Regions from separate parts of the Mus musculus genome. Here region 2 is linked to region 1. Evidence: chromatin contacts called from public Hi-C data. All regions are on one chromosome and are shown on one strand. Each heading gives the region's core, a stretch centred on a gene start, on an enhancer-like site or on the middle of the called end of the contact. The rest is flanking DNA. Distances are from core to core; before and after follow the strand shown. Region 1 overlaps Ercc8 (excision repaiross-complementing rodent repair deficiency, complementation group 8). Region 2 overlaps Depdc1b (DEP domain containing 1B).

What was found. A called contact is a pair of places that touch in the nucleus more often than the background predicts.
Region 2: a Hi-C map of hematopoietic stem cells shows a contact between it and region 1, with 9 times the contacts expected there. The contact joins two enhancer-like sites. A contact is called at or near these places in 5 of 15 datasets of contacts at CTCF or cohesin (CD8 T cells, the NIH/3T3 cell line, hippocampal excitatory neurons and 2 more), 204 of 484 Hi-C or Micro-C datasets (the 3T3-L1 cell line, 3T3-L1-derived adipocytes, the 4T1 cell line and 117 more), 22 of 115 datasets of contacts at active chromatin or transcription factors (CD4 T cells, CD4 single positive thymocytes, CD8 T cells and 16 more) and 4 of 9 other capture datasets (adipose tissue, embryonic stem cells, liver and 1 more).

The regions. Positions count from the first base shown.
Region 1 is chr13:108,176,864-108,183,005 of GRCm38.p6, forward strand. Ercc8 (excision repaiross-complementing rodent repair deficiency, complementation group 8) reads left to right here. Exons shown (of 12, transcript NM_028042.4): 8 at 754-854; 9 at 1,709-1,833. Among named protein-coding and RNA genes, the nearest start is that of Ercc8, 21 kb to the left of the region's middle. Within about 2 kb of position 2,963, at least 9 of the 459 cell types and tissues checked have an H3K27ac peak or open chromatin away from gene starts, as enhancers often do. A contact at or near this core is called in hematopoietic stem cells, where this site is marked.
Region 2 is chr13:108,335,726-108,341,867 of GRCm38.p6, forward strand. All of the region lies in intron 2 of Depdc1b (DEP domain containing 1B), which reads left to right. Among named protein-coding and RNA genes, the nearest start is that of Depdc1b, 22 kb to the left of the region's middle. Within about 2 kb of position 2,601, at least 59 of the 459 cell types and tissues checked have an H3K27ac peak or open chromatin away from gene starts, as enhancers often do. A contact at or near this core is called in hematopoietic stem cells, where this site is marked.

The DNA.
Region 1 (6,142 bases), core at 1,713-4,212:
TGCCAAGCCGCCAGAGAGGAGAATACAAGCTCACATAAGTTGTCCTCTGATACTTTTCCTTGTATTCTTGTACACACATGCACACGTATGTACCCCAACATACATGTGCACATGTAGATAAATGTAAAATAGTTTTTATAGAATATTATTATAGTCTTTATAGAGACAGGATGGATTGAGTGAGTCTGACTGGGAGCACATGTTATTATCAGGGGATTTTTAGAGGAGAAATTGACACATGTTCTGTCTGTTCCTTCGTTATTTCACTTGAAAGAAAGTGAAGTGTCTAGCTTCTAGAAGATATTAAAGATGGATTTGACCACAAAGGAAATGAAAATAGATTGTCTTCATTATGTACCTTATTTTCAAACTTCTATAAAAAATTAAAGAAAAAACAAATTGATGCTAAATAAATAAATGTTTAAACAATGAGATTCCTTAACTGCTTGATTTTCTAGATGGCAATTGAGAAATAAGAGAAAGTGTGCCATAAGTAGCGGGATAAGACCCTGGAGAAAAGCAGAACTTTGTCCTTGAGTCTGATAAGAAAGATTACCTCTCTTTGCTACTGTTTTGATATTTTCTGTATTGGTGAGTGGCCAGTGTTGAATATTTGTTGAAAATAATCCAGTACAACTGTAGGAATATATTTGTGCTAATAGAGTGAATCCACGGTGGTCAAGTTGGCAAAGTAAAGAGTGGAATTATTATCGTAGCTATGTATGTCAATATACGACTTCTGCTTTCCCTCAGTGCTGACAGTAGAGTAAAATTATGGGATGTGAGAAGAGCGTCAGGATGCTTGCTTACTCTTGACCAGCATAATGGGAAAAAGTCACAAGCTGCTGAATCAGGTAATGAGGACCATAGGAAGAGAAATACAGTAGTGCTTCTTATGGTGGGCTTTCTTTTCATTGAAATCAAATAATAAATATGCATATTGACAAATTAAAAACTGATTTTTGTAAATGGCATTTACCAGAAATCAGTTTGTGAATCAAATTTAATTATGGTTTTCTTTCTCCCAAGATACAAATAACTGGGGATTGCTTTTTCCTCCAGAGTTGCAAACGTAACTTCTGTGTAACTTGGTTTGCAAATATTTTTCCTTTAAAGCCAACTATGCAAATCCTATATTACACAGAAAGTTACAATAGATTAAAGAAATAATGATGTTTTGTCACCATAAAAACTGCAAGTTGTGATGAGTGGAAGTTAGGTGCAGTCCATGTGACATTGCAGCTCGGCTGTGTTTCTGGGGGATTTAATTCCTGGGTGGTAGCACGCACTTCATCTGGACTAGAAGTGTGTCAGGGTACAGCGGGAAGTTCCCTCTGCTTTCCTAGGGATGGGAGTCCAGGCCGGCACCGCAATTACAGATGTTTAATATGACAAATGATTTCGAGTTTGGAGGGAACTATATAGAAGGGTCAAAGGTGTTTAAAGTTCTGATATTGAACTGTACAGTTAATTTAATTTAATACCATTTACTTACTGGAAAAAATTATACTTAGCAAGTTTCTTTGCCTTTCCTTTTCCTTTGTATTCATGGTTCTTTGAATGCCGCTTACTGTGTTCACATAATGTAAAGGTTGGTTAATTTAAGGGTGTTCAAATTATAGTTAAAGTAACTCACTAGTTATTCTTTAATGTGTTTAGATATATGCTTAATACAGAAAAACATAAGCCAAATGTGTTTTCATTGCAGCAAACACTGCTCACAATGGGAAAGTTAACGGCTTATGTTTTACAAGTGACGGCCTTCACCTGCTCACCATTGGCACAGACAACCGAATGCGCCTCTGGAATAGCTCCAGCGGGGACAACACCCTGGTAAGGGACTTCAGAGGGCCTTTCAGTGGGTGATTGTGATGTACACTTTCTACTTTGCTATGGATGTGACTTCATTTCTTGCCTTTGAATCACAGCTCTTAACATAGTTTAGAAAGATGCTTTAGATGTGAACGACATATTCTCAAGTCAAGGCAAGCCACCCCTCCTGGCACGCCTGCCATGCTCCACTCCTACTGCAGCACTGGTGAAGTGCAAGTGTTTGTACCTCATGCTTCTAATTAAAACATTGAAAACTTCTAATCCGGATGAGTTACCAACAGTCAAATTGTACAGCTAATCACATCCCTTTTTTACCCATTCATTCTAGCTATTCATTTTCTCTAAAATTCTTGAGAGGGTCACTCTGATTACTTACATAAATACTAGTATTTCTATGCTGTATGGAGTCGCTTGTGTCTGTGATGATGACCTCAGACCCAGAGGCTTGTGCCTGCCAGGCAAGCACTCTGCCACCAAGCTGCACTCCCCAGCCTCCCATAATCAATGTGGAGTGGTTTTCTGTCTCTCAGGGTAGATCTGCGGGTGTTGGCTTCATACTTTAGACTCTTCTCTTCCTTGTGTTATATCATGTCCTAAATCAGACTTCTCCTTTCTCCTTATCTTCTTTTAATAAGTATGTATCCAGCTTTTACTTATTTGCCAAGCAATAATCATACAGCAATAGACAAAGCATAGAAAAACCTGTTTTATCTTAGGAAGCTTCCATTCTAGGAAGGAGTTTAAAAAAAAGATCAGTCAGTAGATGAGCATAAAGTGAAACTGTGGAGAAAGGAAGAGCCTGCTGTGTGTCTACACTCAGGTGGGTCTCAGGGGCAAGACTGGACTACCTAGAGAGTTCAGAGCCAGCCCAGGCTACCTAACAAGACCCTATCTCAGGAAAAACTCAGTAAAAGAGAAGCTACTAGGAAGTTAGTACCTGGGTCTCATAGGGCAGTCATGAAAGGCTTGATTGACCCAGAAGAAAAGAAGAGTTGAGCCACCAGCGACTTAATCTAGGGAAAGGAAGGAAAAAGCACTCAAAGACTATGGCAGCATCATGGGTCCTGTGGGGACAGCGGGGAACTCTCACGCTGAAATCCACAAACAGTAACAGGAAGTACAGGCTGCCAGCGAGCTGAGCCTTGGAGGCCCGGGTGAGGCCTAGGAGAGGTCTTTCAGTAGAGAAGTGGCAGGTCACACTGTGTCCACGCTTAATGTGACGAACACAGACGGCACTGGACATGTGTCCATGGTTAAGAAGGCTTATTCTGTTTTTGCCTCTATAAAGATGGTACTCCTGCCTTAGGGGTTTGCTATTAAGAATATAAGTTTAGAATGGATCACAGAATTTTTAATAGACATTCTCAAAGTAAGTTATTCATAAAAAGAGAGCAGTGCTAACTGAGAAATGACACTTGAAGAGGCGTGAGAAATCGATCCCAGAATACTTGAAGAGGCATGAGAAATCGATCCCAGAAAAGTAAACTCTGAGGAGAAACCCTGCCTTTATATTTGTAAAGGTCTTGTCAAATCAGAAACCAAATTCTACTCCCGCCATTTAGTAATGTTTCGGGTATTGGGTGATTTACTTAATATTCTTTTCAGTTTTACTGTCATGATTTTGTAAATCATGGATATTGTCTGCCTAAAAAAGAATTACAAAGTTTAAAAAGTAATACTGAGATACCAAATAGAGGGCAGAGTTTTTGCCTTATGAAAATATGTATAGGTACAAATTTCCAATATTTCTTTAATTATAATTACATACAAACATTGTGTCTACATACTAATCTTTTTAAAGCTTAATAATTTACCTTTTAAATAACAATACATAGAAATAGAATTTTTTAAAAGTTTCCTCCTCACACAAACATTAACAGATCCTTAATGATTCGTGACACAATCTCCCCGTGGTTTGTAGACTAAAACTTGGAGACCGTGCCTTAAAGTTGGAGCAAATTCCTGCAGGGAAAGTTCACAAGGAGACAGGTTTGGCAACAGCAACAATAACAAAAAGAATTCAAAGTAGGTATTGGTGCTGTTCAGTTACTGGCCTTATCTGTCATATTGTGGTGGATGTGTCAGGGAACTGAGCCTCTGATCTTTGTTCATTAGTACCACAGAGCTGTTAATTTCTCCGTGGTTTCTTTTTCCTGTGTATTCCAGTGTCACTGCGAGGCTCACCTCTGATTAGTTACTCTATCCTGTTATGGCTCCTCCCAGTGGAAGTCTTCCACTTATAATTCCAACCTTTCCTATTGTTCTAACTGAATGCCTTCGCCTGTTGTCTGCACTCTGGCTGTCTGGCAGTTCTGCCTCTTTCCCTTGTCCTAATACATTGCCACTAGCTTCCTCTTTTCCGACTCCTTCCCTACCTAAGCTTAGCTCGCCTGGATCTTGCTCTGTAGATTGATCTTGTACTCAGACAACTACATACCTGTCTCCTGGTATTAAAAGTGTGTCCCACCACACTTGATTTAAGCTTTTTATGTATAACTTGCTCTGTCCCAGGCTGGCCTTGAGCTCAGAGATCTGCTTGGCTTTATCTCTTGGGACTAAAGGTATGTACCACCATGCCTGGATCTAAATTTAGTTGGGTAGGATCTTGCCACAAAGTTCCTTAATCTGTTATCTCCTAGAACATAGGATTCAGTTCTATTTCACTTCCTGGTGCCCCTTTAATACTGGAACCATATATTTTATGTCTTTGCTTTCTAAACTTGCTATGCTTATTCAAAACATTCTTCATGAGATTTAACCAGAGAACACACTCTATGCTTGGTGTTTCTGAGACTTCCTTTGTCAGTGCAGTTAATCTGAGTCTCTTCACCTTGGCAGACTTTTCAGACAAAGGCAAAAAGTAGCCACATTCTTCACCAAAACACCACAAAAACAGTTTTTAGGCCTCATATTGAAATTCTCCAGTGAAACTTCTTCGGCCAGGTCCATACAATTCAAATCACTCTCAGTAACAAAGTCTTCCATATTCCTACTAGGATAGCCCATTAAGCCCGCCCAATTTAAAGCATTCCCCTGCTTTCCAAATCCAAAGTTCCAAAATCTACATTCCTCTAAATAAAAGCATGGTCAGGCCTATCACAGCAATACCCCAGTCCCTGGTACCAACTTCTGTATGAGGGTTTTACTGCTGTAAACAGACACCATGACCAAGATAACCCTTCTAAGGACAACATTTAATTGAGGCAGGCTTACAGGTTCAGAGGTTCAATCCATTATCATCAAGGTGGAACATGGCAGCATCCAGGCAGGCATGGTGCAGGCAGAGCTGAGAGTTCTACAGCTTCATCTGAAGGCTGCTAGTGGAAGACTGACTCCTAGGCAGCTAGGGTAAGGGTCTTAAGCCCACACCCACAGTGGCACACCTAATCCAACAAGGTTACATCTTCTAATGGTGCCAAGCATATATAAACCATCACAGGAAGTAACCCATGTCTGGCAAGATTTTCACTTACCTGTGTTTTCTGTGGGAGGCATTATCCATGCATGGTACCTATGTTCAAACTTCTTTAATAGAAGTTTAGTCTCCATAGGGCTTTTCCATACAGCCTTTGTGTTCTTTAACCCAGCTCCCTCCTCTCCTGTTCCTTTCCCTCTTCTCATTTTAACCACCAGTAATCCTCTCCTAATTTCATATCATGTGTGTTCTGCTCTCCCCTCACTCCTAAGGCCCTTCCCCACTTAGGCCCTCTCTAGCTTCCGGAGCCATGCCTCCCCATAGTTACATGGTCCATCCATCCTGGCTGTCTGTGGAAGTGGAAGGGTGTTCTTCCTAACGTGGAATGAATGAATCTTATGTAGCTGGCTCCCCTCATTTCCCAGATGCTATCCTGTGCAGGACTTCCCCTGTAGTTTTACAATAACACTGTGGTAAATAGCATCATTTCCACTTAGCAGATGAGAAGAATGAAGTTTAGAGGTTAAGTCTGGGAGAACCTCTAACACCTAGATTGCAGAGCCCAAGTTCAGCTTTGAATGGACCTGCTAGCACAGGGTGGCTGAGGCACGAGCTCCTGCGAGTTAACACGAGTTGGTTGCCGCTGCGATGCAGAGAGTCCCCTGGGCATAGGACTCTCTGATGCTTAATTGTTTCCTTCAAGTAAATCCCCAAGAAGTGAGGATGTCTTTCTTGTTCAGTGAGTTAGTTCTGAGAGAAGTGAAGGCTCTGCAGCCGTGTTGATCGCGTTCACCTGCACACTTGAGTGGCTGCGATGGTCGGGTTACAGTGTGGGTTGTATCACGGCACATTCTTAGGAACAGGGCAACAACCAAAGGGACAGCTTCCTTCCTA
Region 2 (6,142 bases), core at 1,351-3,850, 160 kb after region 1:
ACTTAGGTCCAGGTGCTTGGGCAGCATAGCACGAGACCTATATTAAGACAGGAGGGTTAGGAGCTCGCCAGGCTCTTGATGGCACACAGCCCAGTGGGCACGCTCTCTGCCATTTCCCTTATGATTATGTTATCTGCCTGGCTTAGGTAGGAACTGCATCCGTGACGCGGTCAGTATAGAGGGAGCCCTTCGGGGCTTTGTATAGAGGGAAGGAGGATTACTTCAGCAGGGCTCCTGTGGGTAGGGTAGGATTTGGACAGTAAAGGATGGGAGGTAAGACCAAGGCTGCCAGTCAGAAGCCCACCAATCAGAAAAAAAGCCGTAGGAGAGAAACATGGCTGGTCAGAGGGGCGAATTAGGTGGAAGTTTTTAATTAATGGCGATGGAATAGATATTTTTATATTTATTTTTTGTGTATGAGTGTTCTGCCAGCATGTACGTGCACCAGGGCGTCAGATCCCCTTTGTCCAGAGTTAGAGGTGGTTGGTAGCCAAACCTAGGTGCTGAGAATGGAAGCTGGGCCCTCTTCAGGAGAAACACGCGCTCTAAACCACTGAGCCGTCTCTCCATCCCTAGAGAGGACCTGTGCTTCGTGAGAAGGCAGCTGGGGCAAGAGCTTTGACCAGCGGTGAGGCCTGTGTTCTATGTAGTTAATTTAATGACGTGGGCGCATGGACTGTAAAGCAGCTGGGACCGCAGGACGGGAGTGCTGAGTGTGTGGGAGGGCTTTTCCTCACAGGCTACGCTGAGCTTTGTCTGAGGTCCCATAGTCCGTTTTTTTTTAGTTTTTTTGAGACAGGGTTTCTCTGTGTAGCCCTGGATGTCCTGGAACTCACTCTGTAAACCAGGCTGGCCTTGAACTGAGAAATTCGCCTGCCTCTGCCTCCCAAGTACCTAGCGGATAGTCCGTTTCTTATTGTTCAGGAAATCTAGATTTTCACTTAGAACCTTTAAAAGAGATCATGTGTGTGTGTGTGTTTGCCTACATGTGTGAGTGCATGCATGCATGTTACTGTGTGTGTGGTGGTGGTCAGAGGACAACTTGCAGGAGTTGTTCGCCCCACCATGTGGGTCCCTGATGTTGAACTCAGGGAATCAGGCTTGGAGGCTTTTCCCCGATGAGCCATCTTAATTTAGAATTTTTGTTAGTGTTTAACATTTTCTTATTGACGCTTGGACTATAATCTTAGTCTTTTTAAAGCCATAATAGTTTTCAGTTCTTTATAAGCATCGTCAGTATTTACTGGGGGTTTGCGGTTCCTTTGCTCCTGGTTAGTATCTCGAGGAGTATGTATGGCGCCTTGAGGAGTGGGTAAGCATCTCAGAGACTCTCCCTCTAGCTCTGTATCTCACAAGGGTCAGTGATGAGCCGCCAGGTTGGCGTTCTGGAACACTGGTGAAAAGTGTATACATACATGTGCTTATATTTATACGGAACTTTTAACTTTTTTTTCTTGTCGCCAATCATTCTAAATGTTTCTGTTTGTGGGAGCTCCTGTTTGTGTGGTGCTTGGTGGGAAGGAAGGAAGGCCATTAGAAAGCCCGAGGGATTGATCCCATCCTCTTCCTCACAGCCTGCTCCTGGCTGTTTAGGTGTCCCCACCCAGGACTGAATCTTCATGCAGAGGGAAAAGACGGCTTGGAGCTTCTTGTGACGGCAGGAGCCTGTCAGAACAATGATGGAGGCACGCAGAGACATGGTCCCAGTGCTGGCTTTGGGACCAATCTGTCCCTAGGGCGTGTCTCACTGTGGTTCTGGCTGTGTTTGCCACCTGGCCTTCTGCTTTTGTTGGGGACGAGCAAAAGAAACTTGTTCTAGATACTACAGCTTCATTTCCAGACTCTATTTAGTCATAGGGAGAAACCAAGTTCAAGGTCCCAGGTGCTAGGAGAGCTGGGGACTTCCCAAAAGCTGACCGTCTTCTATTGTAAGGAAACAGTTGTCTGAGTTCAGACATCCTAAGGACAAGTTCTCCATGTTGCTGTCAGGATCCAAATAAGTTTGTGTCCCCAGGAACCTACTCCTAACCTGATTGGTGAAAACTCCCCTATTAACCCCTTATGTCAAAATATGATTGGATGCTGCTACAGCCCACCCCGTTTGTGGTCTTATCCTTTAAATGTGTTGTGCAACTTCTCTTCATAGTTCAGCTCCCAAATCTGTTTGGCGGCCCAATTGACCAGTAGTGGATTGATTAAAATATATTTTTGTCGTCTGCATTGATGTGTTTGGGTGTTGTAGGGTTTATGTGGACCCCACAACACTTTTTCTCTGCTTTCTTATTTTTTTCTTCATCCTGTTCTCTAGCTCTCTATTGATCTTGTGAGCTCTTTGATGTTTTCAGAGTCCTTTCCAGTTAACTTTGCCAGGATTGGTTTCTGTTGTTTACGGTAGCAAGAACCTACCCTGATGGAACAAGCAGTGGCTGCTGAGTAAAGTTGGGGCAGCTTTTTAGGCCTAGGAAACTGTGTGGCCTGTCTGAAAGCGAAGCAGTGACTCAGACCATTGTATAACCTTCTGAGGTGGGAGGGATCTTTGGAGTTCCCGGTAAACCTGGAGGCACAGGGGAAAACCTGTCAAGGATAGGAGCTTTGCCAGCTGAACCCTGGACTGAGAACTGTTGTACACGGAACTGGATCTGTTGAATCAGCCTGACTCTGGGGGGTTAGAGCCCATCACTGCCATCCTCCAGTGTGGAAGCTGCCCAGGTGTTGGTGGGCATGCCAACAGGATGTTGAAATATGCTGTTCTGATGCTGATTCCAGCCCTGTTCTGTAACATCCCTCCTGAGATGTGTTGGCGATTAATTCATGCCAAATTCAAGCCTATGAGTTGCTTCTCTGGTATGACCCCAAAATGTTTCTGCGTTTTACACCTTGCCAGGTTTCTTTACCCACTTCCTCTGTATTTCTCTGGCTTGTCCATTTGGCCATTTCCTGTTTGTCTTTGATGTCGCTGTTTTCTTTGATCCTTAGTTATGTTTCTCTGTGAATTCTCACTGCCTGTTTTTACCCACCAGCTTCAGTAGAGAAAGGAGCTGAAATTCAGATGGCTAGCTCCCTTTAGACAGCAGAGAAAGCTCTTTTGACCCAGGGGCACAGGAGGAGTGTACCATATGTTATGTACACAGAAACAAACAAAGACTTGTGGGCATTAGTTAGTCCTTTCTATTCTAAACTATGGCTCCCCGAGAACAGTGGGGATTTGCTCTGAGATGCAGATTGTAAGATGAGGTGTTTTGAAGTTGCTGAAAGGTGAAACAGACACACAATCTGGATGTGTAGAGCTGGCAAGAAACTAAGGATAGAAGGAGTTGGGCAGATGTGTCCCATGAGCCTCAGGGAATGTAGTTGAGTAATCATCCGCGCCTTTCATGCCAGCATCTTACCCACTGCTTGCTTGAAACTTGTGCTCCGAGATGAGGGTGGGGCATTGTGCGTGTGTAAAACTTGAAAAAAAATTAAGCTTAAGTTCCGAGCTGTTTTTTTTTTGGTTTTAGTTTTAGTTTTATTTATTTATGCAGTGGCAGGGGTGTACCACAGTGCATGTGTGGAGGTCAGCTTATGAGACTTGGTTCTATCCTTCCGTCATGTGGGGCCTTGGGATCACTCTTAGGCTGTTTGGCTTGGTGGCAAGTGATTTTAATGGCTGAGCCATCCTGCCGGTGGCACAGTTCTGAACTAATTTGTTAGAAGTTTGTGTTGGGACTGAGGGTCTCTGTTGATTATATCCCTATATGTTCTGCTTTGCTCTGTTTCCTAGGATTTCTGTTGCCGTGAAGAGACACGGCCACAGCGACTCTTGTAAGGAAACATTTAGTTGGAGCTAGCTCACAGTTCTGAGGCTTAGTCCATTACTACCAGGGCAGCAAACATGGCAACACAGGCAGATAAGGTGCTGGAGAGATAGCTGAGAGTTCTTTCTCATCCAGGTCAGCAGGCAGCAGGAAGAGGACATCGGGAGTGGCTTGAGCATCTGAGACCTCAAAGCCCACCCCCAGTGACGCGTTTCTTCCAACACATCCAGTCTACTCCAGTAAGGCCACATCTCCTAATAGTGCCCATGGGGGCCATATTCATCCAACTATTATAATCCCGGATCTCTTGTTCTGGGGCCTCTGATAGGACATCATTTCAGGGTTGTAGAAAGGTTAGCTTTGCTTGAGTCCCTCAGAGAGGTTTATTTCCAAGGTGCCACTCAGTCGAATCTTTATCAGTAGCAGGTGTTGCCCATTGAGGAAGCCAGTAAATAAACTGGGTGTCATTATATAGGGAGTGGGGGAGATAAGGATGGGGGGAGTTTCCTTTTTATCTGGATGTCTCCCTAATCCAAGAAGAATACCCAGTGTATATTGAGGAAAAAAGTCCGAAGGTCAGTGAAGAGTGAGCTCCTATCCTTACTGTAAGCAAGCACTTCGCACCCCACTCTCCTCCTAGGAAAGGAGGCTGCAGCTTAAACCACATCACGTGAGCAGTGATGGCGTAGTACGCTGTGAGGCCAGCAACAGGAGGATTGTCACAGAGGCTTTGGAGTGGGCTTTCATCCCAGCTGTTTACAGCTTTCCACCCGTGCAATGGTAAAGAAACCGCTTATAGTTTTTGACCTTTGGCCTCATTTTCAAACTAGGAATGCCAGCATCTTGGTCTTGGCCCACACTTAGAAGTAGGTTTTTAATGATTCTCCTGCAACTTACAATATTCAAACTGAATGTGCCTGCTGTTTGCACCACAGTGGGACCAAGGTTCGTCTGTCTGTATAACTTCCAAGCAAATACTGTTACATCTGTCTTTCCTCTAGACCAGGGGTCAGCAGCTTTGCTTTATACACGGCCAGATAGAAGACAGTGGGTCATGAAGCCTCTGTTGACACAGCCTGACTCTTCTGCTTTATGCCAAAAGCAAGTATAACTAGTATATAGAGTGCATCAGTAAGAATCTATTTGTAAAGAAAATAATGGGCTTTTACCTTGAGGATCTAGTTGTTAAACTTTAAGGTTTACCCAGTTGTGTCTCATATGTGGCAGGCACTTCTTTCTTGTATCCATGTGAAGTCATTACATACGAATGAATGTAAGCAAGGGATTCTTTGGGACTTTGGAGTAGACAAGGAGGTGACAAGGCAGGACTAGCCCTACATGGTCTTTAGTGCCATAGGTAAGGAGTACCTCGAGGGATCTGTGGAACAGACTGAGCCTGCACACTGTGATGCAAGTGTGACCTGAGAGGGAGGGAAGTGCAGGAAATCAGGACCTGGGTGGAGAGTTCCCAATCGATGACTGTTGCTGGAGTCCTGTGTCTTCTGGAAAGAGCTGATCCTGTCATCTGGTGTGTTCTGTGACGGGCTAGAAGCATCATGGAGAAGCAGGATTGATACAGCAGCTGGGAGCTGTGGGCCTGGGAGAGATGACCTGATTCCTCTGTGGCCAGCACAGACTGTTTTGTGTGCGGCATAGAACCACTTTTGCGTGCACATTTGTGGTGCAGTTTTCCTAAGTGGGGACCAGGAAGATGAAAACGGCTAGGAAGACCATACAGTTCCTGTCCCCACCTGTCTTGGCTGCTTGTCCACACCTTCTTATGCACTGTGAGTTGTCATTGCACATGCTTAGAGTGCCATGCTTGGTAGAGTGACCCACTTCATTAATGAGGGTCTGGACCCTTGATCACCTTGCACTTCTCAGACTGGTATTTTTGTACTAGCCTGTTCACAGTTGCAACGGGACAAGAAGGTACCGAGGGGTGCAATAGATATTCCTCTTTCCTCCTCTGTGCAAGCACTGTTGTCCTTCCTACTCATCTGGATCGCTTACCCTTGCCACGGTAGTAGTAGTTGTCACCTTCTGCTCCCTGGCCACAGAGTGCTCCACTAGGTTCCCCAGCAAGCGCTTATCTCTGCAGTGCTACCTGCTGAATAGAGTGGTGGTCGGCAAGAAGCACAGGGCGGTTACTAGGGTGGTGAGCAGGATTACTTTTGTTCCCATCCTTTGATGCCCCCCCTTTATTTATTATGTATACAGAGTTCTGCCTGCAAGGATGCCTGCAGGCCAGAAGAGGGCCCCAGAGTGCACGATAGATGGTTATGAGCCACTACGTGGCTTCCAGGATTGAACTCAGGCCCTGAAGAGAAGCCAGTGTTAGCCTC